Regions from separate parts of the Mus musculus genome. Here regions 1, 2, 4, 5, 6 and 7 are each linked to region 3. Evidence: chromatin contacts called from public Hi-C, HiChIP or PLAC-seq and promoter capture Hi-C data. All regions are on one chromosome and are shown on one strand. Each heading gives the region's core, a stretch centred on a gene start, on an enhancer-like site or on the middle of the called end of the contact. The rest is flanking DNA. Distances are from core to core; before and after follow the strand shown.

Evidence for each region. Promoter capture Hi-C pulls out the DNA fragments that hold promoters and counts their contacts. Hi-C and Micro-C count contacts between places; a contact is called where the count stands out from the background. HiChIP or PLAC-seq counts read pairs in DNA pulled down with a chosen protein or histone mark.
Region 1: a contact with region 3 is called in an H3K4me3 HiChIP or PLAC-seq map of neural tube, with 22 times the contacts expected there. The contact joins the enhancer-like site here to the promoter of Ntrk3 in region 3. A contact is called at or near these places in 5 of 39 promoter capture datasets (the C10 cell line, cranial neural crest, liver and 2 more), 4 of 115 datasets of contacts at active chromatin or transcription factors (astrocytes, embryonic forebrain, forebrain and 1 more) and 3 of 9 other capture datasets (adipose tissue, embryonic stem cells and liver).
Region 2: a contact with region 3 is called in a promoter capture Hi-C map of second pharyngeal arch cranial neural crest. The contact joins the enhancer-like site here to the promoter of Ntrk3 in region 3. A contact is called at or near these places in 15 of 39 promoter capture datasets (the 3T3-L1 cell line, 3T3-L1-derived adipocytes, the C10 cell line and 10 more), 3 of 15 datasets of contacts at CTCF or cohesin (hippocampal excitatory neurons, large pre-B cells and pro-B cells), 127 of 484 Hi-C or Micro-C datasets (the 3T3-L1 cell line, the AML12 cell line, the AtT-20 cell line and 74 more), 15 of 115 datasets of contacts at active chromatin or transcription factors (SST interneurons, Th17 cells, VIP interneurons and 12 more) and 3 of 9 other capture datasets (adipose tissue, embryonic stem cells and liver).
Region 4: a contact with region 3 is called in a Hi-C map of stem cell-derived motor neurons, with 2.6 times the contacts expected there. The contact joins the enhancer-like site here to the promoter of Ntrk3 in region 3. A contact is called at or near these places in 10 of 39 promoter capture datasets (the 3T3-L1 cell line, the C10 cell line, cranial neural crest and 6 more), 2 of 15 datasets of contacts at CTCF or cohesin (large pre-B cells and pro-B cells), 28 of 484 Hi-C or Micro-C datasets (B cells, the Ba/F3 cell line, CD8 T cells and 21 more), 7 of 115 datasets of contacts at active chromatin or transcription factors (SST interneurons, bone marrow-derived dendritic cells, embryonic forebrain and 4 more) and 2 of 9 other capture datasets (adipose tissue and liver).
Region 5: a contact with region 3 is called in an H3K4me3 HiChIP or PLAC-seq map of embryonic forebrain, with 21 times the contacts expected there. The contact joins the enhancer-like site here to the promoter of Ntrk3 in region 3. A contact is called at or near these places in 7 of 39 promoter capture datasets (cranial neural crest, frontonasal cranial neural crest, hippocampal neurons and 3 more) and 4 of 115 datasets of contacts at active chromatin or transcription factors (astrocytes, embryonic forebrain, embryonic hindbrain and 1 more).
Region 6: a contact with region 3 is called in a promoter capture Hi-C map of hippocampal neurons, with 21 times the contacts expected there. The contact joins the enhancer-like site here to the promoter of Ntrk3 in region 3. A contact is called at or near these places in 5 of 39 promoter capture datasets (the C10 cell line, cranial neural crest, hippocampal neurons and 2 more) and 1 of 115 datasets of contacts at active chromatin or transcription factors (embryonic forebrain).
Region 7: a contact with region 3 is called in an H3K4me3 HiChIP or PLAC-seq map of embryonic forebrain, with 8 times the contacts expected there. The contact joins the enhancer-like site here to the promoter of Ntrk3 in region 3. A contact is called at or near these places in 10 of 39 promoter capture datasets (the C10 cell line, cranial neural crest, frontonasal cranial neural crest and 5 more), 46 of 484 Hi-C or Micro-C datasets (the AtT-20 cell line, B cells, the Ba/F3 cell line and 33 more), 12 of 115 datasets of contacts at active chromatin or transcription factors (SST interneurons, VIP interneurons, astrocytes and 9 more) and 3 of 9 other capture datasets (adipose tissue, embryonic stem cells and liver).

Annotation. Positions count from the first base shown.
Region 1 is chr7:76,184,517-76,187,544 of GRCm38.p6, reverse strand. No RefSeq gene overlaps it. Among named protein-coding and RNA genes, the nearest start is that of Agbl1, 44 kb to the left of the region's middle. Within about 2 kb of position 1,739, at least 73 of the 459 cell types and tissues checked have an H3K27ac peak or open chromatin away from gene starts, as enhancers often do. A contact at or near this core is called in forebrain, neural tube and second pharyngeal arch cranial neural crest, where this site is marked.
Region 2 is chr7:75,912,459-75,915,658 of GRCm38.p6, reverse strand. No RefSeq gene overlaps it. Among named protein-coding and RNA genes, the nearest start is that of Klhl25, 66 kb to the right of the region's middle. Within about 2 kb of position 1,533, at least 36 of the 459 cell types and tissues checked have an H3K27ac peak or open chromatin away from gene starts, as enhancers often do. A contact at or near this core is called in CD8 T cells, DN3 thymocytes, effector CD8 T cells and 9 more, where this site is marked.
Region 3 is chr7:78,576,243-78,579,165 of GRCm38.p6, reverse strand. It overlaps Ntrk3 (neurotrophic tyrosine kinase, receptor, type 3), which reads left to right and starts at 1,328. Exons shown (of 17, transcript NM_008746.5): 1 at 1,328-1,630. The coding sequence starts at 1,383.
Region 4 is chr7:75,941,909-75,945,173 of GRCm38.p6, reverse strand. No RefSeq gene overlaps it. Among named protein-coding and RNA genes, the nearest start is that of Klhl25, 95 kb to the right of the region's middle. Within about 2 kb of position 1,358, at least 11 of the 459 cell types and tissues checked have an H3K27ac peak or open chromatin away from gene starts, as enhancers often do. A contact at or near this core is called in neural tube and stem cell-derived motor neurons, where this site is marked.
Region 5 is chr7:75,982,078-75,985,144 of GRCm38.p6, reverse strand. No RefSeq gene overlaps it. Among named protein-coding and RNA genes, the nearest start is that of Klhl25, 140 kb to the right of the region's middle. Within about 2 kb of position 1,809, at least 32 of the 459 cell types and tissues checked have an H3K27ac peak or open chromatin away from gene starts, as enhancers often do. A contact at or near this core is called in embryonic forebrain, hippocampal neurons and neural tube, where this site is marked.
Region 6 is chr7:76,126,214-76,129,224 of GRCm38.p6, reverse strand. No RefSeq gene overlaps it. Among named protein-coding and RNA genes, the nearest start is that of Agbl1, 100 kb to the left of the region's middle. Within about 2 kb of position 1,449, at least 19 of the 459 cell types and tissues checked have an H3K27ac peak or open chromatin away from gene starts, as enhancers often do. A contact at or near this core is called in hippocampal neurons, where this site is marked.
Region 7 is chr7:76,392,049-76,394,981 of GRCm38.p6, reverse strand. The region is part of intron 6 of Agbl1 (ATP/GTP binding protein-like 1); the gene reads right to left. Among named protein-coding and RNA genes, the nearest start is that of Gm30774, 25 kb to the right of the region's middle. Within about 2 kb of position 1,366, at least 108 of the 459 cell types and tissues checked have an H3K27ac peak or open chromatin away from gene starts, as enhancers often do. A contact at or near this core is called in the AtT-20 cell line, SST interneurons, VIP interneurons and 14 more, where this site is marked.

The DNA.
Region 1 (3,028 bases), core at 490-2,989, 2.4 Mb after region 3:
ACTGGCACTTCACTGACCAGAGCATGCCATGTGTGGCCATGCCAGCTAGCTGGGTAATATAAACCCTCCACCACAGAAGACACAGTAAGAAGAAAGAGGAAATATTTTAAACAGATTACTTCATCTACAGAGTACTCAGTATTTTTCATCCCAATACTTGCAGGATGCAAAAGTTTCTGGGTTTTCCTGAAAAGGAAAATAGGCATTGGCACTGTGATGTTCTGTTTCTGTATGACAGCAGTCGGAGGCCTTGGCCTTCAGCCATGCCTTTTAGATTAAAGCCTCTTCTTAGTTTGCCCCTGGCTCCACCTTGCCTGCCCACTCCGCTATGATTTTAAGATTCCACGAGAGCCTCTGCTCCTGGAGCAATGGGCAGTCACTTCAGAGATGAAGGAAGAGAGCAGCTGGATCCATCTTGTTGCCAGTGGCAAAGGCTGAGGAGGTCTCAAAAATAGAGAGAGCAAATTGAGACATCTGCCCACTGTTTCCAGGTTCTTGTTACCATCAAGGCGGGGAGGGAAAGGAAAAGAAGGCAAGTGAGAGAGTTGGGAGGACGTTTATTCCAAAGCAAAAACACTCAGAGAGGAGACCCCACCCACACCTCCAACACAGAGGTGTGCACCCAGGGTCTGGATGCTGTTGTTGCTAGGTGGTGACTGTGGTAGAGGTTTTGTTCTGTTTGGAGCATTTTTTAGTTTTGTTTGGTGTGATTTGAGGTTTGAAGTTTTTTGCTTGTTTGCTGTTTGTTGTTTTTGATTCAGCAGGGTCTTCTTATATCTTGCTAGTTGGTCTGTTTACCAGTATGTATCTCAGAGTAGACCCAAATTCATGCCGTCCCCCTGCTTCAGCCTCCAATGAGACAGCAACACAGACATCCAACACCACACCCAGCTGGATAGCAATTCTTGTGGGGAAGTGCTCCTCATAAGGGAGAGGAGGCTAGGAACAGGGCTATGCTTCTCCAGCAGGTTTACTCGGATTTTACTCCCCTTTCCTGCCCTCCTGTGGTTTTATAGGAATAGTATGGCATCAGACACAAGATGGAAGCAAACAGATTTGCACGGATGATAATATGCAAATGGAATTAGAATAGAACAAAGGGCATTTAGCAGTCATTCAGGTCAGCCATGTAGGTCCCAGCTGTGTTTGGAATGGACTCCTGTTTAAGCAAGTATGTTGTCCTACCATGAAACAACGGTGTAGTTACATCAGCCATCATTCTTGTCTTTCAGGGAGTTTTTGTTTTATTTCATTTTGTTTTGTTTTGTTTTGCTTTGCTTTTGTTCCCCTTATGTGTATCTATTCTGACTGAATCTGAAAGTCTGAAGTTGAGCAGGAGCACAGTATGGAGCCAGAACACCAGTGGGAAGGTCACTGCCATAACCCAGCATAACCCAGCACAAGCCTACGGTTTACAAAACTAGAGGGGAGAGGTTATGCCTGTTATTCTTCACCCAGGGAACAACCGAAAACACTGTACACAGGCAGCCAGCAAGGACCAATAGAGGCATGTCTGACAGTTACCTTGAGGCAAAAACCACTGTGGCACAGTGGGTAGAAACTCATCACTGTAAAGGCAGACTTTGAACAGAGTCTCCCAACCACTGCACAAAAAAAAAAACAAACCCTCTGTGCTTTCCAGGAAACTGACACTGGTTTCCAAACGCAGCTTCCCTCTGCGGTGATGAAGCCGCAGCCATTAGAACTGGTGTTATTACATAGTCACATCACCCTGCTTTTCCTCCACATCTCCCTCTGGGTTTCCCTCCCTCCCCCCAACTGTTGGCCTAAATTAAGTTTTCGAAAGGCTCCGTGCTGATTTTTTTTTCTGAAGAGCATTCAATTCAATAAAACATAATTATTGATTTAATTAAAATAGCTACTGTGTGAGAAGCAAAGCTTTTTTAATAGCTAGAAGAGAGGGGAGAGCCCTCATTCATTTCCACCGCAGCTCCTGAAACAAATCGGGCTGCTGTTTTTAATAGGCTAATTCTAAGTGCAGCTTTGAAATGGATCCTCTAGCCATTCATGAGCAGTAATTCACCCAGTGAAGAAGGGGGTCTTTCTCATTGGCTGCCTTTTGGGATGGGAAGGAGGAGGCACTGTGAGCCTGGAGCCCAGAGTAAGAGATGAATAATTCATAGCCCTTCTTCTAGGTTTCTCTGTGTTCCCTTTTGCTATCTGTGCTTACACTTGAAAGGAAATGTAGGCTGGGGACTGTCATGCTTTGAGCACCACATTCTCTCTTGATCTCTAAAAAGAAGAGCTATCCCAGCGGGGCTGGAGGCCTCGGGAAGCAGCCACGCCTTTGGGTGCTTGCTTGCTACAGGATGTATACCTTCCTGCCCTGAACACAGCAGGGGCACGGCAACTGGCAGGTGATGCTCTCCAGTGATGCTCTCCAGGCCTTGCCTTGCCTGCATCACCCTCTTTCCATATCACCCTCCTTCTGCACCTGCAACTGCAGCAGGTAGACATGACCCCACCGGCACCTCACTTCTGTGCCAGACAGAGGACCTCTAAGAAGATATTAATGGAGTGATGACATAGTTTTAATTAAATGCCTTATGCAGAGTATTAATCTATTCCTCTTGGAAAGATAGATAATGACATATTATAAACATGAGATAAACCAGTGCATACAAATGTGTGAGCATACCTACATATAGATACACACACACACACACACACACACACACACACACACGGCCCTAAAAGGGCATCTTTGTACCAACCACTACCTGAGAGGGAGCCCAGGTTGTATTAATCTTGGTCCTTCTTAAAGCAAAAATTACTTAATTACACTTTATTTAAAAAAAAAAATCACAGTTCTTCAATGCAGGTCTTACACAGGTCCTTCCAGGCAAGTATTCTACCACTGAACTAAAACACAGAAAGGAATACTTTACCGAGGTCCACTGTGATAGGTATAGGTAGACACCACTACAAATGGAGTTTTGCCATCAGAGGGGTGAGATCTGGCTCAGCACAAGGAAGTAGGAATTTATACTCAAAAGCAGGGAGAAGC
Region 2 (3,200 bases), core at 284-2,783, 2.7 Mb after region 3:
TGCAGCATCTTACAGAACAAGAGATGTGAGGATGATGAAACCATGATGGGATGCAGGAGTGCAAGCCTAAGGAACCACAGTGATGCCCAGAGGTTGAAGAGCCACAGGCACCCTCAGGACATCTCACACCAGCATCAGTGACACAGAAAGTCCCCATCCTGCCCAGCTTCAGAGCTGTACTGTGTTCCTACTGTGACCCTCAGTGACCTGGCTGTCCCCAAGGCCTGAGGTTCCCTAAAGGGATAGCAACAGATCAGGTTTTAGGTCTTTCCACTCTTATCTGCCTGTGACTCTGGGCTTAGTCACTCATTTGTTTGTGAGATGGATCCATCTATGCTGCACAGGCAGGCCTTTCAGCCCTGGGCTCAAGGGCTCCTCTTACCTCAGCCTTCCAAGTAGCTGAGATGCCTGACATCTGCCAGGGCTTCTCCATTTGACTCTCCTCTGAGTCCTTCAGGTCTGAAAGGCTCCTGGGACAGAGTGGGCTATTCACACCTCCTGGACAGTGAGAGCCAGGAGACATGGGTTAACTTCCATGAACTCTAAGGTAAATGGAAACCGACATTGGGAAGTCGGTCTTAACAGTGGGACGCTTGGGAATATCTGTGCTGCTGAGGGTTGCGGAGCAACTGGGTCTGTGGAGAAACTCAGGTATGGAGCAGCCCCTGGTTCCACATTTCTATCACTTGTCCTGCCCACCCCATCAGCAGCAAAAACAGTGATGCCTGCCCTGTGTGCACCAAGCTACCTGCTGTCTGAGGGGCTCACGCTGTCCAGCAGAGACGATGGTGGGTCAGAGGAATATAAAACGCATTTGTTCCCCTTCACAAGCTTAAAATTGCATGAAGAGAAAAAAAAGAAAAATTTTCCTTATGGGGTCTTGAGATTTTCCTATAATCCATAAAATTTGAGAATTTATAACTTTGAAGATTAAGAATTAAATTTATAAAAATTTTTTAGTAACAAACAAAATTACAGAATATTGTTTGGGTTTTTACTAGTTTTATAAGTAATGCATGTTTAAGAACAATACACTGAGTCATTCAAGTAACCAAGCATCATTCATTTTTCTCTGATTTGTTAAATATTTGACATCCACATTTCTGTATGAATTCATTTCAATACATTTTTTCATGGTGTTATTTAGAAAACATGACTGATCTTAAAAGAATCAGGAAATGTTACTTATTTATATTTCGGTGATCAATAAATTTAAGCATTTATTATCTAAAAAAAAATTGCATGAAGAGATCGCTTGACACTTTCAATGCAATGAAAATCAGGGTACAGAGAGTTTGGAGCAAGGTTCTCAGACAGACCCTGAGCTCTGTAAGGAGGCGATCCCTGGCTGTGGCAGAAAGGCTTGTGTGATCTGAGGTGGCAGAGAAGGAGATCAACCACAGCAGTGGAAGCAGCTGGGACTGCAGCTGCCATCCCCAGGAAAGTGCAGTTTGTTGAAAGCTGCTGCAGCTGTCTGCAGAGCCTGGGGCACTAAGTGGAGCCACGCCCAAGGAAGGCCGGAGTGAGGAGCGCGACGATGCTGCCCCCTACAGGTCAGCCCAGAACTGTCACAGTCTTGGAGGCTTGATGCAGGGCATCACTCCCTTGCCTGTGCTTGTGGTCTAGGACCCTGTGGGATCTAGCTTGTCCCTGATTTGGAGTGCAAACAAGTACACGTAGGCAGAGTACAACTTCAGGGCCAAGAAAGAATAACTCAGCGCACTGGATGTCTGCTTAAGACGTTCAGCAAGAGGCCCACCATTCTATCTCTATTCCCAAGGCACTAAGGATGCCTTCGCAAGCTACCTTATCTGGAACAAGCCTAGCAGGAAGCACGGCTAAACACAGCCTAAAGCAGGGTCCTGCAAAGGAGCATGCAAACAGGCAAAGTATTACAGGGTACACTTGGCACGTGAGTATCAAGTCATTTATCCTGAAATGTGGTGGTCACCATAGAGCTCACAAATAAGAAAAAAAAAAAAAAAAAAAAAAAAAAAAAAAAAACGATGACTAGAAAGATTTTCAGTTTCCCGGGTCTCTAACGAATGGCAAAGCCAGGCGGTCACTCTAGCTCCTCCCAGGATGGAACAGGACGTCTCAGAACCAACACCTACCCAGGTGCATCCTAATAGTGAAAATAAGCTAGGGCAATTAGAATTCTAATGACTAAAAAGTATGGCTGAAGTTTGGGTGGGTTTTGAGTGTGTAACAACCTACAGTGAAATTACCTACAGTGCCTTAAAACTTTAAGCCTGAGTTGTCCAAGAAGGTTCCAAAGAAAAATGCCTCCAAATCCACCACCCTGATTTCATGTTTGCTCCCATTCCTCTCTGAGTCCATTGTGTTGGATGTTAAATGTCGCTGAGAGAAGATGCTAAATTCTTACTCTAGATCATGGAGGCAAAGATACCTTCCCTGGAAGGCAAAAGAATGTGACCTCCCATCTTTTCCTAATGTGAGATTAATTTTTAAAAAATATAGCATGAGGATCAGTTTAAATAACCAACCTATACAGGGATTTGGAAAGAAGACTACAAATGTTATCAATATTTTATTTATTCACTGGAGTGCTAAACGTCCTGGAACTACATAGCTCATATTTCTTACAGGATTATTAAACATCCCCCAGAATTTCCCTTACAGTCACTTATATTTTGGGTTTATAGCATCCTTCATAATTCTAACATTCTAGCTAACTGAAAGAAATTCGAAGTCTAAACGATATAAAATGTGCACAACCCAAGCTGGATCTGTGAACAATGCCGAATTAGTCTTCGTTACTGTCTTTCTTAATATAATCAGAAACTTGGGAAAGTATATACTAGCAAGAGGCATTGTTAACGGTGCCACTTCAGAGTGGTATCCCAGTGAGGGCTGGGAAATTCTCGTCTCTACCGTGTTCTTCCTGGAAGACTGTTTTGTGTTCAGTGTATCTCATTATTTAAGAAATAATAAAATCTAGTATGCATACATATCTACCATTAAAGCTTTTCAAAACACTTTTTCTTGAGTATTGCACTTTTGGTAGAAACTTTTTCATTTTTTTTTTATATTTAATTTATCTGTGTGACTATGCCCCAAGTGAGTGGCTAGGGGTTACAGGTGACTGTGAGCCACCATGTGCATGCTGGAAGTCAAACCCAGGTGCTCTAGCTGAGCAACAAGTGCTCTTAGCCACTGGGTCATCTCTCCAGCTCCCT
Region 3 (2,923 bases), core at 79-2,578:
TTCTCCAGCGCAGTCCTGCAGGCGCTCCTTCCCTCTTTCTCTCCTTCTCTGGTCCCTGTTTGTCCAAGGCGGAACCCATAACGCACCGCCAAGAAGGAGCAATAGGCTCAGGGGCACTCAGTGTGCCATGCCACGCAGTCCCCTCCCAAGCTGAGCCCAGCTCCCGGGACTCTTGATTACCCAAATGAGTGTCATTCAGATCTAGGTCTGCACGTCTGCGGCCGGCGTCCCTGGCTGCCTCGCTCGGGTTCCTGTGCGCTCCTGATTCCCGTCACTGTCCGTGAGCCCGAGACCCTCACTCAGGCTGGGGAGCATCCCGGGTCACCTGGGCCACGCTCATTTCGCTTCCTCCTGCGGAGGAGATTGCAGCAAAACCGGGCAGCACGAGGGCCAAAAAGTGGAAGGGAGAACGCCTTTCGTGTTGCTCAGTCAGCTTGCCAACTCTCCCTCCCCAACGCCGACCCTCGGAATCCCAACTGCAACTTTTCCTTTCCGTCTCGTTTTCCCCTCGGCTGCAGCGAGCGGGCGCGGGCGTGGAGCGGGCGGGCAGCGGCGCGGCTGCGGGTGGCGGTACCGGCGAGAGCCGAGAGCCGGCGAGTGGGTGGGTGGGTGGGGAAGCAGGAGGGAGAGGACGGGCGGGGAGAGAGAGGGGTGTGGGGAGGGGAGGGAGGGGGAGATTCCGCTCTCCTGCCTCTCCCAGCCCGGGCGGGGGGCGGGGGGGGGGGAGGAGGCCGCGAGGAGGGAGGGGAGGAGGGAGGGAGGGAACCGAGGAAGACGCTCCGATAACCCGTGCGTTTCGTAAGGCTCGGAGCACTTGTACATTTCTGCAGGCGCGTAGCGAGCCATTCGCCGCGACTGCTGCAGCTCTGACTGCATCTTCCTTCTCCTCCTTCCTCCAGCTCCGCGCGTGTGTATGTGAGTGTGTGCGAGTGTGTTTTGCAGGTGTGTCCGTTTTAATTCTGCCTAGGAGGTGGGACTTGGTGACTTTAGCACCATCTTTTTTTCTTTTTTTATTATTATTTTTGCCTTCCCACCGTCTGTTGTTACAACCCTGCAAAGTCTCGGAGTCGGAGAGCGCGCCTCGTTTCCAGAGCTTCTGGACCCCGCAAGCCGGCGAGCGCCGAGCCGGCCACCATGCCCGGCAGACCGCGCCACTAGGCGCTCCCCGCGGCTCCCACCCGGTGGCGGCGGCGGCCGCGATGGTTTCCGACGCTGAAGGATTTTGCATCTGATCGTTCGGCGTTTCAAAGGCAGAGGCCCCCCTCCCCCTTCCCCCCTCCCTCGCTGTCTTTGTTTCCTTCCCCCCCTGCTCTCCCCACTCCCCCCACCCCACCCCCCTCTCCTCTCCTCCTCCTCCTCTTTTTTAGAAGCAGCGATCGGAGATGGATGTCTCTCTTTGCCCAGCCAAGTGTAGTTTCTGGCGGATTTTCTTGCTGGGAAGCGTCTGGCTGGACTATGTGGGCTCCGTGCTGGCTTGCCCTGCAAATTGTGTCTGCAGCAAGACTGAGATCAATTGCCGGCGGCCGGACGATGGGAACCTCTTCCCTCTCCTGGAAGGGCAGGATTCAGGGAACAGCAATGGGAACGCCAGCATCAACATTACGGACATCTCAAGGAATATCACTTCCATGTAAGTCAGGCGGCCGCTACCCAGCCCGCCCCCCACCCCCGCCCCAGCTTCGCGTCTCCGTCTTGCCCGCCCGCGGCCCGGGAACTGGCCCTGCGCTCCCCAGCTCGCCTCTGTTCGCAGCCCGCCGGGTGCGCATCAGGCTCGCCCTGGCTCGGGAGATGCTGTAGGGCTGCGTGTTTCAGGTGACTCCAGCCCTAGCCAGGCGTGATTTGATGATGCTGGTGGGTACCTCTCCCTGGAGAGGACCCTTCCGGGCGGAGTGCACCCGGGCCCAGCTCCTGTCCCCGCCCCCACCCTCTGCCTGCTCGTTTCGAGGGTGCGAATTGGGTTCTATGCCCCCCACTAAATAGCAACAGTTTGGCCACGCTCAAGTGGAATAAAGTAGAGGCGTCTCGTTTCCCTGACAGGCGGTGGCAGATAGCGGCGGCAGAGGCAAAGCTTAGCCTAGCCTTGGAGGGAAGGTGACAGATAGGGACTGCTTGAGAACCAATCGGGATTTTTTAAAAAAAAAACTGTTTCCCTTTGGAGAGAGCAAAACATGCCAATAAGTAAACAAGTTGGAAGCTGGCTTCTCCCGAGGAGACTTCGGACGTGTTCTGGCCGTCATGGACGCCTACCTCTTTGCTTTTCCTCCCCCCCACCTCCCGCCGCCTTCTCCAACCCCATTTTGGGCATTTCCGAGACATCCCCCCCTTTCCCACCCTCATCTGCATCTGGGCGCCTACAGACCCTTTCCTGGCTTGGGCTTCCATAACTGCCCAGGGTAATTCTGAGTCAGGTTGCTGGAGGCAGGAGAGAGAGGACGACCTGGGTTTTGGGAAGGAAATTTCTTTCACAATTCTGCGGTTCCTTCCCCCCACCCCCTTTCTCTCAAAAATTGAACTCTGCGTGGCGTTTGGCTGGTTTGCCCCGGCTGAGTGGGACCCTGTGTAGTGGCCTGCTCTTTTCTTGTTGTGTTTCTTTGGTAGGGATGGGGCCAGAGGCCTGTGAAGGAGTGAAAGGAAGAGTCAGGGCCAGGAGCCTGCATAGCCTTTCTTTCATTCTTCATTCTTCAGCCAGGTGACCACCACCCCTCTGACCTCTCTGCCCCAGGAAGGAGAAGGGTGTGGATAGCTCTTGGATGCTCGGAGGGCAGCTCATTGGTTTTTGCCCCGTGCTCTCATCCCTTGGGAGCCCCAGGACTGACTAGGACGGTGGCCAGGCTCTGAGGGAGACGTTTAGGGTAGCTCTTTGCCTTGGGGACGGACTAGAGCAAGAAGGGACCCAGTGTGCTGTGGCTACTGCCCTCTCAGT
Region 4 (3,265 bases), core at 109-2,608, 2.6 Mb after region 3:
CCTAGCAAACACAGAAGTGGATGCTCACAGTCAGCTAATGGATGGATCACAGGGCTCCCAATGGAGGAGCTAGAGAAAGTACCCAAGGAGCTAAAGGGATCTGCAACCCTATAGGTGGATCAACATTATGAACTAACCAGTACCTCGGAGCTCTTGACTCTAGCTGCATATGTATCAAAAGATGGCCTAGTCGGCCATCACTGGAAAGAGAGGCCCATTGGACACACAAACTTTATATGCCCCAGAACAGGGGAACGCCAGGGCCAAAAAGGGGGAGTGGGTGGGTAGGGGAGTGGGGGTGGGTGGGTATGGGGGACTTTAGGTATAGCATTGGAAATGTAAATGAGCTAAATACCTAATAAAAAATGGAAAGAAAAAAAAAGGAAATGAACCTAAGCTTATTTAGATCCCCCTCAGACCACATGGCTCCTTCTCTCTCCCTACTCACTGCTGTGTGCCATGTTTGCTGTGTGCCACATGCTGAGAATAGAACAAACCACAAGAAGGTTCCAAGTTTGTTGAATGAGCACTGTAGCACGTACACTCATGCCCTAGGTCCCTTGTAGAAAAATAATGAAAACCATGGGAAAGAGGTAGTATTCAAAGACCTCTTTCTCCATTTCCCTAAAGCTGAGTAAAATAGATATTCTCTCAAACCATCCTTTTTTTTCCTGTTTCCTCAGGTCTTATTTTCCCCCATGATTTCTTGAGTCTAGAAAGAGACTTCTTAAACATAGGAACATTTTTTTCTGGCATGTCTGTTCTTTGCTTTAGATAAAGTCCCTGCCAGAAACACTCCAGGAACCAGCCTAGTTTAGTGGAGTTAGAGAACATGGTGCAAGCTAGCCTGAGCTCAAAGCAAAGGGCTTTCAGGAAAGTGAGATAAAAAGACTTCTTTCTTTCCTTTTTCTCCTTTTTTTGGTATGAGTGTTGAAGCAAGTGGCTTTAAAGTAGCCATATTTTCTGAAGACAAAAGTGCACCCTACATAGCCACCTACCCTCAAAAAAGGAGAGAGTTCTTGACACAGGCTCTCTCCACGAGGGAAAAATCAAACCCACTAGCTGGGAAAGCATGAAGACATCAGGGTGTCATCAATAGCATGTGATGCCTGCCATTGAGTGTTCTCCCGGTAACGGTCCAGCCAATAATACCCTTCCCTGTTCTTAAATCTCTCTTGTCAAGAGGAGCTGTTGAATGGTCTCTATTCTTTGCCCCCTTTGAAATGACCATTCAGTGGTTTGCTGTGAGAGCAGCTTCAGCCTGACAGAGAATTATTGGCATTTTACTTGTCAGCTCAGAGTAAATGTCTATGGGATGCCACTGGCAGGCGAGGTGGCAGGCAGACAAAAGGGCACTGAGATGTGAAGCCTGAAGTCCAGGGGGAATGCTGCTGCTCAGAATACGCTCGGACAGTCACTGCCACAGAGCGAGGGACCTAATTTAGAAGATAGGACTGGAAGGTGTGTGTACAGGAGTCAGCTCCATTCAGGGAATTTGGAGCCCCAAATAGTACTCCCCTCTCACTGCACAGAACAGAGACACCCCTTCCAGCCATGCCTCCACCCGCATGTCACCCTCCTCTGCACACTGCACAGTGCTTTCAACAGCCTTAGAGCACTTGAGCCTTGCCATCTACATCAGTCTGGTATGACAGACACAGGTTAGACCACACAAAATACCATATGCTGATTGCTTTTGACCTCCAAGACTTTTGACCTCTACAGACTTTGGCAAAAGCACACAGTCATATAGCCACAACATGATCAAGATACAGAACACAGCGGCGTTGGGCAGGGAGATGGGGTATTACAAAAGACAGGGCAGCCCTCTCAAGGATCTATAGATATAAGATAATGGACACCTTGCAGCCATGGATATGTTTTCTGTTCCTATTGATTTGTGTTTTCTAGAGGGATGTAAGTGAAAGAACACATCACGAAACCTCTGATTCTGCTCTTCCATTAGCATCTCACTTACGTTCACCCAGGCTATTGAATCAGAGCATTCTTCCTGCTCATAGCAGAACATATTTCCAATGTACACATTCACCACAATATTTTTGTACATTCACCAGTGGAGAGACATCTGGGGTGTTTCCAGTTTGACTTGATTATTAATAAAGCCGCTGTAAGCATTTCCCTACAGGTCTTTGTGTAGGTGTATATTTTCATTTCTCTTGGGTAAATACCTATGTGTAGGATTAGTGGGTTGCAGAAAAAAATTGTTTTCATCTCTGTAACAAACCACCAAACTGTTTTCAACAGTAGCAGTGTCGCTTTTACATTCCCTGTAGCAGTGTTTGGGCAGCTCTACACTATAGTTGGTGGTATTATGGTCAGAATGGAAGAGGAGGTGGTCAGCCATTCTAATAGCTCAGAGTGCATCTGGCTAGTTTTAATCTGCATGTCACTAATAGCTACAGGTGATGAGCATTCTTTCATGTACTACTTTCTATCCTAATATTTTCTTTGGTGAAATGTCTGCTCAAGTCTTTTGTCCATTTTCTAAAATTGAGTTATTTCCCTCTTATTACTGAGTCATGAGAGTCCTTTATTCCTGATCTCTATTCACACAGTTAATAACAGGATAGGACTCCATTATTAGATATGTGTTTGGCCAATGTGTTCTCTCAAACACTTGTCTTTTCACTTCCATTAAAATGTCTTTTGAAGAGCAAAGGAGCTTTTTTTCCTAATGAAGTCCAAATTTTCCTCATTATTCTTTTATGAATAATGCTTTTGGTGACCTATTTAAGCAATCTTTGCCTAACTCAAGCTCTCACCGATTTTTCTGCTATGTTTTCTTCTAGGCGTTTAGTATTTTAAATCTCATCCTAGGCCCAAGGTTTTTTTAGGGCACTAAGTGTGAATCAAGGTTCATTTTCTTGTATAAAGATATCCGGCTGTTTCCCCATCATTTGTTGAAAAGACTACTCTTGCTCCATTAAAGTGCCCTCACACCTATGTTGAATCCTGCCAATCATATATATGTAGCTCTATTTCTTCATTCTGTTCTATTCCACTGATCTATCATTTCTTCAACACCATACTACCTTGATTGCTATGGCTCTATAGTAAGCCCAAACATCAAGTTGAGGGCCTTTTCTAAGAACATCTTTGTGTTTTTATTTCCACAATATTGTTTTCAATTACTTTGTTTCCTTTGCTTTAATTCCATATACATAATAAAATCAGTCCAAATAATAAACCTATAGATTATTTTTAAGATGAAAGAATGAGACTGAAGAGAGAGATTGCTCAGTGA
Region 5 (3,067 bases), core at 560-3,059, 2.6 Mb after region 3:
ACATAGTGTGACTTGGCCCAACTTGGGATCCATTTCAAGGGGAGGCTCCAAGACCTGACACTATTATTGATGCTATGGTGTGCTTACAGACAGGAGCCTTGCATGGCTACCTTCCAAGAAGCCCAACAAGCAAGAAGATTGATACCGATGCAGATACTCACACTAACCGATGGTTTGAAGTCGGGGACCCCTGTGGTTGAAAGAAGTTGAAGAGGAGGGCGACCCCCATAGGAAGACCAGCAGTCTCAACTAACCTGGGTCCCTGAGATCTCTCAGACACTGAGCCACCAACCAGGCAGCATACACTAGCTGGTCCTAGGCTCCCTAGGACTGTCTGGTCTGGCCTCAGTGAGAGAAGCACCTAACTGTCCAAAGACTTGAGGCCCTAGGGAGTGGGGAAGCCTGGGATAGGGGAGGGTTCATCCTCTTAGAGAGGGAATGAGGAGGAGGAATGGGATGAGGAGCTGAAGGAGGGAGGACCATGACGGGGATAACGACTGGACTGTAAAAAAAAATTTTAAATATTTAAATTAATTAATAAATTAATTGTACAAGGGGAAAAAAAGAACCACTTCTGCACTGCCAACAGAAAACATTTCACTCTGTAATTGTATAATTATATTGTTACCCAGTAAACACTAGTATGTTTTGAGTCCTAAGCCAAAGTTAAGATTTCCAAAGGGAAAATTATCCTGCAAAGTCTCATCACCTTTTTTTTTTTTTTGTAGACAAGGTTTCTTTGTGTACGCTAGCTGTCCTGGAACTCCTTATGTAGACCAGACTGGCCTCACACTCCTGCCCCTGCCTCGTGAGTGCTGGGATTAAAGGTGTGTGCTACCACTGCCTGGCTCATTAAGATGCATGATAAACTTCAACTTTCTTACGAAGTGTCGATGGTTCACCTTGTGCCACAGATAGTATTCTTATGTGAAAGTCCTCATCTGTCCTCATGCAAGATGACAGTCCTACTGGGATTTTCGTGTACAAGGTCAATGAAATCACTTAAACAATATTTCAGGCACTTTCAGAGTCCATGGCTTCCGTGATGCTACGCTGAGAAGTGACATCTGAAGGGCATTGTTAGCAGTTCAAAAAGACACCAAGAACAGAATTCTCCTGCTGTCCTGAGCACAGCTTTAAAAGCTGTTTCCTTACTTTAAAAAGCATAGTGTCACCATCTAGCTGAGCCATTGTGGAGGCTTTTGTGGTTGGCGTTGTTTCTCTTCGTTTTATTCAAGAACCGTGGCTGTGTGACCATTTCGTGCCAAGTATTCCATTTCTGTTAGTATCACAGATAACTGCTATAGTGGTCCAATGACCTATGAGACTGCAGCTAACTCCCAGCTTAACAGCTAGGATATGCTCCTTAGACACCCATTCACTTGTCCCATTTGATCTTTCCCGGGACCTGCTCTGAGCACGCTTTCCCAGCCTGCGTCTTTGGCAACAATTCAGGCTCCCTTCTGCCACTCCACCTGGGTCCCAAGCGTGGGAAGCGCGCTTCGCGCCCGGATGGGCAGGGCTCCCATCATCTAAACCGAACTTTTAAAATTCCTGGCGCAGAGGGGCTGGCTGGTGGGCTGAGAACCTAGGGACAGACACAAGGCAGGTCTGCAGCACTGAATGTGATAGACAAGACTTTAGACGCTGCTGGGTGCCTGGGAACCACTCCTATAAACTCTGTTCTCTCACAAGGAGCAGGGCAATCCCTCAAAGCCGCCTCCCTCAGGCCGCTGGGGGGGGGGGGGCGGTCGGGTGGGATCTGAAGAGCCACAGAGGCTTTCCTGGTGGAAACCGGACTCCCCAATCCTCAGCCACCACCCATCCCTTTCTTCTAGGTCTCATTGTCTCCGTGTTCACTTCTGACCAAGGAACACCATTAATTTTCTGTGATCTACATTCCAAATGACATCACTCCAGTCCTTTGAAATTCAAAAAAAAAAAAAAAGCTGGATTAATGAACCACAAACTTCAAGCAAATTGGCTGCGCAATCCATCACTTCTGACCGCAGCTTTGCCGCTGCCTCGAACTCCAAAGGATGGCAGAAATTTCCCAGGCTGCTTTTGAAAAGGAACACAGAGGCCTAAAAGAGAGTAGCCCTAAGTTGCGTTCATCTTTTCTAGAGACGCTATGTGTCCTCTGAGGACTGAAAAAATTAAATGGTCCCATTCTCCACCTACTATTTTATTGATATAAATTTAACCTGTGCGAAGGCTGTATTAAACTCCAATCTCTTACAAAATAATATACATTTGATTTCTCATTCTACCAATCTATTGAAAATATCCCTCTTGGCAGCCTTTCAGAAGCGCTCTATGAATTTCAAACTTTGTAAGATTTTGTTGAAGTATTAAGAACACGGCTTGCTCACATATTCAACTGAGGCCCTTTTATCCTGTTCCACTTCCCCCAAACTCCTTTCTATAATGTCAGGACCACAAAATCCAGGAGCAGTGCCTGGGCACAGCCATTCACCTTTCTTTCTGCTGTGAAGATGGCATTAACATTCACGAATGAAAAATATATATCAAACTAATTACCTCCTTTTCTTCCAAAGTAAAAGACAATGTAACACCATTCTTTTGGACATAATGCCATTTATTTCACATAAGGGAGCTTTTGTGAGCTCAGAAAAAGACAGTTTTTAATATGTGTGAATCAAAATCCAGATTAGCTAATTAACTCTCGTGTCTGAGAGTAAGATGAAGAATCCTTGTACTGGGGAAATTGCTGAAACCAAGAAGAAATATCAGGCCAGGTGAGACTAGTCCATGAGGTTCAAAATTTTCTCTACCAATGAAACAAAGAGGCTTCCATTTTTTTATTGTTTTATTCAAACATACAATACAATAAGGCTTTGGCTAGCTAAATAGAACAGGAAATGCATCATTGCTAGGTACTTAAGTCTGCCAACACAGTTACTTGTTTAAATGTCAAAAGGTGGTTTGTTTGTCTGTCTGTCTGTCTCTTAGCATCCTGACCGCTTATATAACATATTAGGACATTTAGCGTTAGTTGCTTATTGAGACATCTTGCGAATCATTTATTTGCTGAAGTCTTAACAAT
Region 6 (3,011 bases), core at 200-2,699, 2.5 Mb after region 3:
TGGAGGGATTGGGACACCAAGCTAGCCAGAAAATATTAGACCAACAATTTGTCCTGCCTACAGGATATGCGGGGAGGGGGGATGGAGCAGAATTTGAGGGAAGGGCCAACCAATGACTCTTCCAGCTTGAAACCCATACCTTGAGAGTGAGCCCACCCCTGATCCTGTTGATGATATTTTGCTATACTTGAAGACAAAGGTCTAGCATAAATATCATCAGAGAGGCTTCACCGACCAACTGTTGGAAGCTGAAGAAGAGACCCACAGCCAAACGCTGAGTGGAGCTTGAGGAGTCCTATGGAAGAAGAGGAGGGAGGATTGAGGGATTCAGAGGAGTCAAGGACACCACAAGAAGACCTAAAGCATCAACTAACCTGTGCCTGTAGGGCTCGTGGAGACTGAACTGCCAGCCAGAAAGTATGAATGGAATGAACATAGGCTCTCGGCACATATGTGACAGTTGTGCAGCTGGGTCTTCCTGTGGAATTCCTAAAGCAATAATAGAGGCTGTCTCTTGACTATCTTGCCTGCCATTGAATCCTTTTCTCCTAACTGAGCTGCTTTGTCTAGCTTCAGTGGAAGAAGATGACCCTAGCCTTGCTGTGGCTTGATATGTCTTGAGTGGTTGGTGCTCATGAGAGGCCTCCCCTTTTCTAGAGAGAAAAAGAGGAGGGGTCGGAGAAGGGAGGGAGAAAGAGATACTGGAAGGAAAGAAGACAGGGGAAGCTGTGTTTGGAACATAAAGTGAATAGATAACCTAGAAAAAAGGAAGAAAAAGGATAACTGCCATGCTCAGGTTATAGACACATTTACTTATCTATAGCTTCTGGTGCCACCTGGTATGACCAACTCTGCCAGCTTGTGCACATTTCACAAAAGCAAAGTCTCAAAAGGTAGTACCACTCTACAGCATGGTATGAAACAGCAAGCACTCGCCATTCCTACAAGAGACTCCAGAGGAGAGAAGACGAGCTACTGTGACCATCACCAAGAGAGAAGCATTGCTCTCCTGGTCCATGAACCACTCCGGGTTGAGAAATCTGGTTGGAATGATGATTTTCTTCTGTAACAGCCTACAGTCCTACCCGATTTTGGCTTGAATGCACAATCAGCGATTGGCACTCTTCATTGGTGGTAGAACAAAGACAACACCATTCTCTCCCACATTTGAGTTTGGGCCTTTGACAATTGGAACCCAACTGGAGGCATTTTCATCCCGTCACACATTCCTCCCTCCACCCTCAATCATAGTCTCACTCTGTTCCTGCCAACCCATAATGACATTGCTGTCCTGTTCCTCTTGTTCTGCCTGCCTTCCCTCCCTCTCCCACTCCCCCAACACACAGGTGGAAATTAAAAGCCAGGTTTGGCAGTGCTGGAAGTCATAGACTGAAGCTAGAAATAAATTGAAATGAGCAAGCTGCAGCAACATAACAGGGCCCTGTGCCCAAGGCTTGACAAGCCACCCACACCAGTTCTGCCTGCTCCCAACAATGTGTTATGATTGCATAGCTGAGTCACCTAGCCCAAATGATAGTAATTCAGCTCAATCATGTCAAAAATCGAAATTGTGCAGCCATCTGGCCACAGGCTTACTCACCTATTAGGGACACCCATTGACTTACTTCTGGCATAAAAGGTCACAGAAGGTGGGTGGGTAAATGAGAGGCTACGGAGAGAAGGATGGCACTAAGTGCCTGTAGGCCGTGGGTTTGTCTGTTCTACCTTTTAGAAATAAACAGGGAAGCTGAAGTACTGGACGTAAGGAAGATTCAGAGTAGGTTCCCCTTCCCCTTTCTGCTTCTGTGTTCACTCTGTACTCTCTCCATTACAAAACCAACTCACTCTGAGGTGACCGCTTTTTGCCAATGCACTTGGGAAGAAAACAACAACAAAAATTAAGACAAAGGGCAATATTTAAAGGTGACAGTTTTACAGGAAATCTGCACTTTCATAAATTGCTATTTATAAGGTAAATTAATACAGTTTGGGAAGAACATGTTGGCAATAATACATCAAGACTTTTTAAATTGTTGAAATTCCTTCGCTGTCTGAATCTGTATAATTCATCTTCTAAGTCTGTGGCCTAAGAAAATAATCAGAAATAAACACAGAAATATTAATATCACAAGAATGTTTACTTCAGCCTTATTTATAATAGGAAAAAAGATAGAAATCAAAAGAATAAATGGAGAGAGAAGGGAAAGAAAATCAAACATCCTACAAAGAAATGGCTAAGTGAATTATAGCCATACATCCAACTTACTAGAAGACAGCCATTAAAAACCATACCTTCAAAAGAAGTTTAATAGCATGGGAAAATGTTTATGACTTTGCAATATATGCAAGTAGCCCATAAAACTTCATATATAATGTGAATTGTGTAATGCTGAATCATATTGAAAATTGCTTTTTTAATAGGTTGAGATGGTTGAATGTTAGATATCTCCTATGATACAAATCAAGAAAGATAAAATAGTTATTATAAACAGAAAAATACAAAAGTGTTATGATTTGTTCTGTTGATTTTTAGTTTCCTTTTGTTTGTTCATTTTTTATAACAATGCTCTCTGGCAGGCCTTTTGCACTGGGGAGTAGTTTTTTTTTTTTTTTCAATGAAAATTTCTAGAGGCCATGATAAATCAGTTCCAGAAAGCAATGTGCTAGAGCAACTGTAGACTGCTTACAGGAGCATCCTGGGATTGTCCCAATTCTCCATTATCAGGAGTAGTTGACATCACATCATATTTGGAGCTTGTTAGAAGACATGATGGTAAAGTTTACACTACAGAACTTTATAGATGCTACAAATATGAACCTATTTTTCCCAGAACACTGGCACAGAGGTCTGGGGATTTGGACAGCCCAGGACCAGTCCTGTCCAGTGCAAGAATATCTCTGAGGCCTTGCTTGGCAACAATGAGATATTAACCTTCAATCTCCTGACTCTATCCTAGAATTTCCAGGTTCTGAGCTTCTACCTACCAAGCTATCTGAGCACAAAGACCTTC
Region 7 (2,933 bases), core at 117-2,616, 2.2 Mb after region 3:
ACCAGCCTGCCTCGATAACTATGTCTCTGTAGTTGACCCCAGGGTACCATGAGAGCAGACATTATGATCACTATGTAAACAGTGATATCCACCATATCATGCCCTTATGATGACTGATGCAATTATATCACATGTATACCATCTTCATCATGACTTGGAGACTTTTACACTTTTACAGTCTTTTCGAAGGGACACTTTGACCCAAACTTGCAGGCAAATGTTAGAATAGAGGGGAAGCCCTGGAGATAGAGGTGGTAAAAGATAGTATGCTACCTGTGCATAAGAACTGACCCGACTTAACAGCGGCATGCCAACAATAATGTTTTAGCCAAGTTTTGTGTCAAGCGGGAACATCTTATCAGCGCCATTCACAGCTCTGTTCAGACCCAGGATGGTCACCTCCGAAGAGTTTGACCATCACAGGAAAGGGTTCACTAGCCTACCTTCCTGTCACTGGATAACAACCCCACTGTCCTCAACAACTTAGGTTCAATTCAACTGCTTAATTAGGCCCATTAATTCTAAGAGACTGCAAAATGACTGGACTGGGTCTTGATGGATACAAGACTCTGGCTTTCTCTGGGTCAAATATCACTAGACTATCATTACTATTATTATATTACCATTTATTATTATTATTATTTTACTACTTAGAGAAGTGTGACACACTTTTCCAGCCTCCCACAGAAAGCATCATGTCACTCCATCTTGAAGCTGTAATCGCAAACAACAGGTCAAGCTCCCACACACCCCACGATGATATTCATTCAGAAGTTTCCAAGGCTGATTTCTTCCAGACCCTCAGGAACGTCCCTGGAAACTTCTCAGTGTCTAACAAGAGTTGGAAAGCAAAAGAAAAAAATGAGCTGTTCTTAACTGGGGTCTCAACCTGAGCCCCATTGTGCCTACCAAATATGTGTCATTCACACTTAGGCTTTGGTGATGAAAACGTTAGATTCTGTTGCAAAGAAGCATCAAGCCCCGCCTACAACCCTCCACTTACTGCAAGCCAACCTAAGGCCATGTTTAAGATCGCATAGTCAATCTATGGCTCAGTCCAGGGTTCCTGACTCCTGCTGAAGGTTACCAGAAATATGAAAATCTGACGCTTTGGAAGCAGTCACAACTGAGGTAAAGTTTAGCTTTCCTTGTGCTTTTTGTGGGACTTCAGCAAGTCTTTGTTTTGTGCTAACTACCTCTTCTTGGCATGTAGGACAGGTATAGTACTATGACTATTATGTAAGTGAGGACAAAGAGTTCAATGTAACGTGAGCAAAGTGTCCAGCACGCTATTCATCACCATAGTCACGCTGTGGATGCTGCGGTGGTTGCTCTGGTACAGTCACGCTCTTTCCAACCTCCCCCACTCCCCAGCTCACAGGCAGCTTGCAGTAGCAGTTAATTAAAGATGTCATCAGATTGGGAGAAGGGCCTCTTGCAGAGGGTGCAGAACTAGAAGACTCTTGTCCTCCCAAACCAATTTAGGACCTTTACAAGTTGTCACAAGGGTCTGGGAGACTAGCGACCCTAACAACCAGCGTTGCTGCTGTCAAGCAGAGACAGCTTGCAAAATGCTACTGGGATGTCCCCGCCCTCTGTCAATCCTGCTCAGTCATGCTAACACCACTTGGAAGGCAACAAATTCCATCCGCTGTTCTAACCCCAGGCTCCACTCACCCTGCCTCCTCCCACCTCCCTTAAATAATGGCTGCGCAAATGCCTCTGAGACCATCTTCAGATAATTTCCTTCAAGACATGCAAGCTGCTAACGCTGGGAAGCACAGATAGTGTGCGCTAGCAAATATGGCCAAAATTAGATTAAAATAACCTCCTGATAAACAAATTACTCACCGAAAATAAATATTGGACTAGCAATGGTCGAGATAACTAGAAGAACAGCACCACCACATGGCATGAAGAGGAACTACAGGAACAACTGTCTGCAACTCAGCCCACACTTCCTTGCAGCATCAGGCTGAGGAGGGCAAAGGAGACAACCGGCACAGTTGCAACCTTTTAACTTAAACTTTTTAAAATCACTTATGCACTTATGCAAAGCACGTAAGTATTTGGCAGGCAAGACCGGACTCGAAGCCAAGAAAGTAAAGAGGAATATGCCAAATTGAATGTGGCATGACGTAATAGGAGCCTGTAATCCTTCCAGTTCCTGCTCCTCGCTCCCGGATCTCATGCCCCCATTCATCAGCCTTGCCTGATGCTCACCCTCGAAGCAGCAAACACAGGCTCCTCACACACATGCTGGTGTTTTAGCATCTCTCACCGGGGCCCATTCAAACGTTATGTGGAGTGGACCGTGTGATGTTTCTGACTTAAGTAACACATGGTCTTCCAAGATAATTCTCCTGATACTTAAGCAATATTTACTTAGCTTCCTTTCAACATTTCGTTGTTCCTTCTTTGGGTTAAGTAAACCTAGCCTCTTTAATCTCTTCCTGGTGAAGCATGGGGCTTAGCTCACTGGGAGGAAGAGACTGTCAGGTAAACCCTAAAGCCTGCTGCCTGAATAAATTATTTAAGCCTTCCAGACTTCAGTTACCCCACTTACTGAGACGGGGATTGCGAAATATCCTTTTCGGGCTAAACATACACAGTGTCTGACATGCTAAGAACTCAATAAATGGATATACGTGTCATTTTAAACCAGCATGGTGATGGATGTGGCTTGCCATGCTGCCTTCAAATGAAGCCAACTGCAGCAGTGTGACAAATACAAAAAAAAAAAATCAATATTATTTGAAGGAGATGTTTGACTCATCAGTGAAATACATAATGTATGCTTCCCCAGAAGTCATAGTAGAAAAAAAAAAAGAGAGAGAGAGACAATCGGGTTTGTGAACATACCACAATAACTAAGGCATGGTGGAAAAAGATTCTAGGAAACTGGACTCCTTCCTTATCCAACATCAAATAAT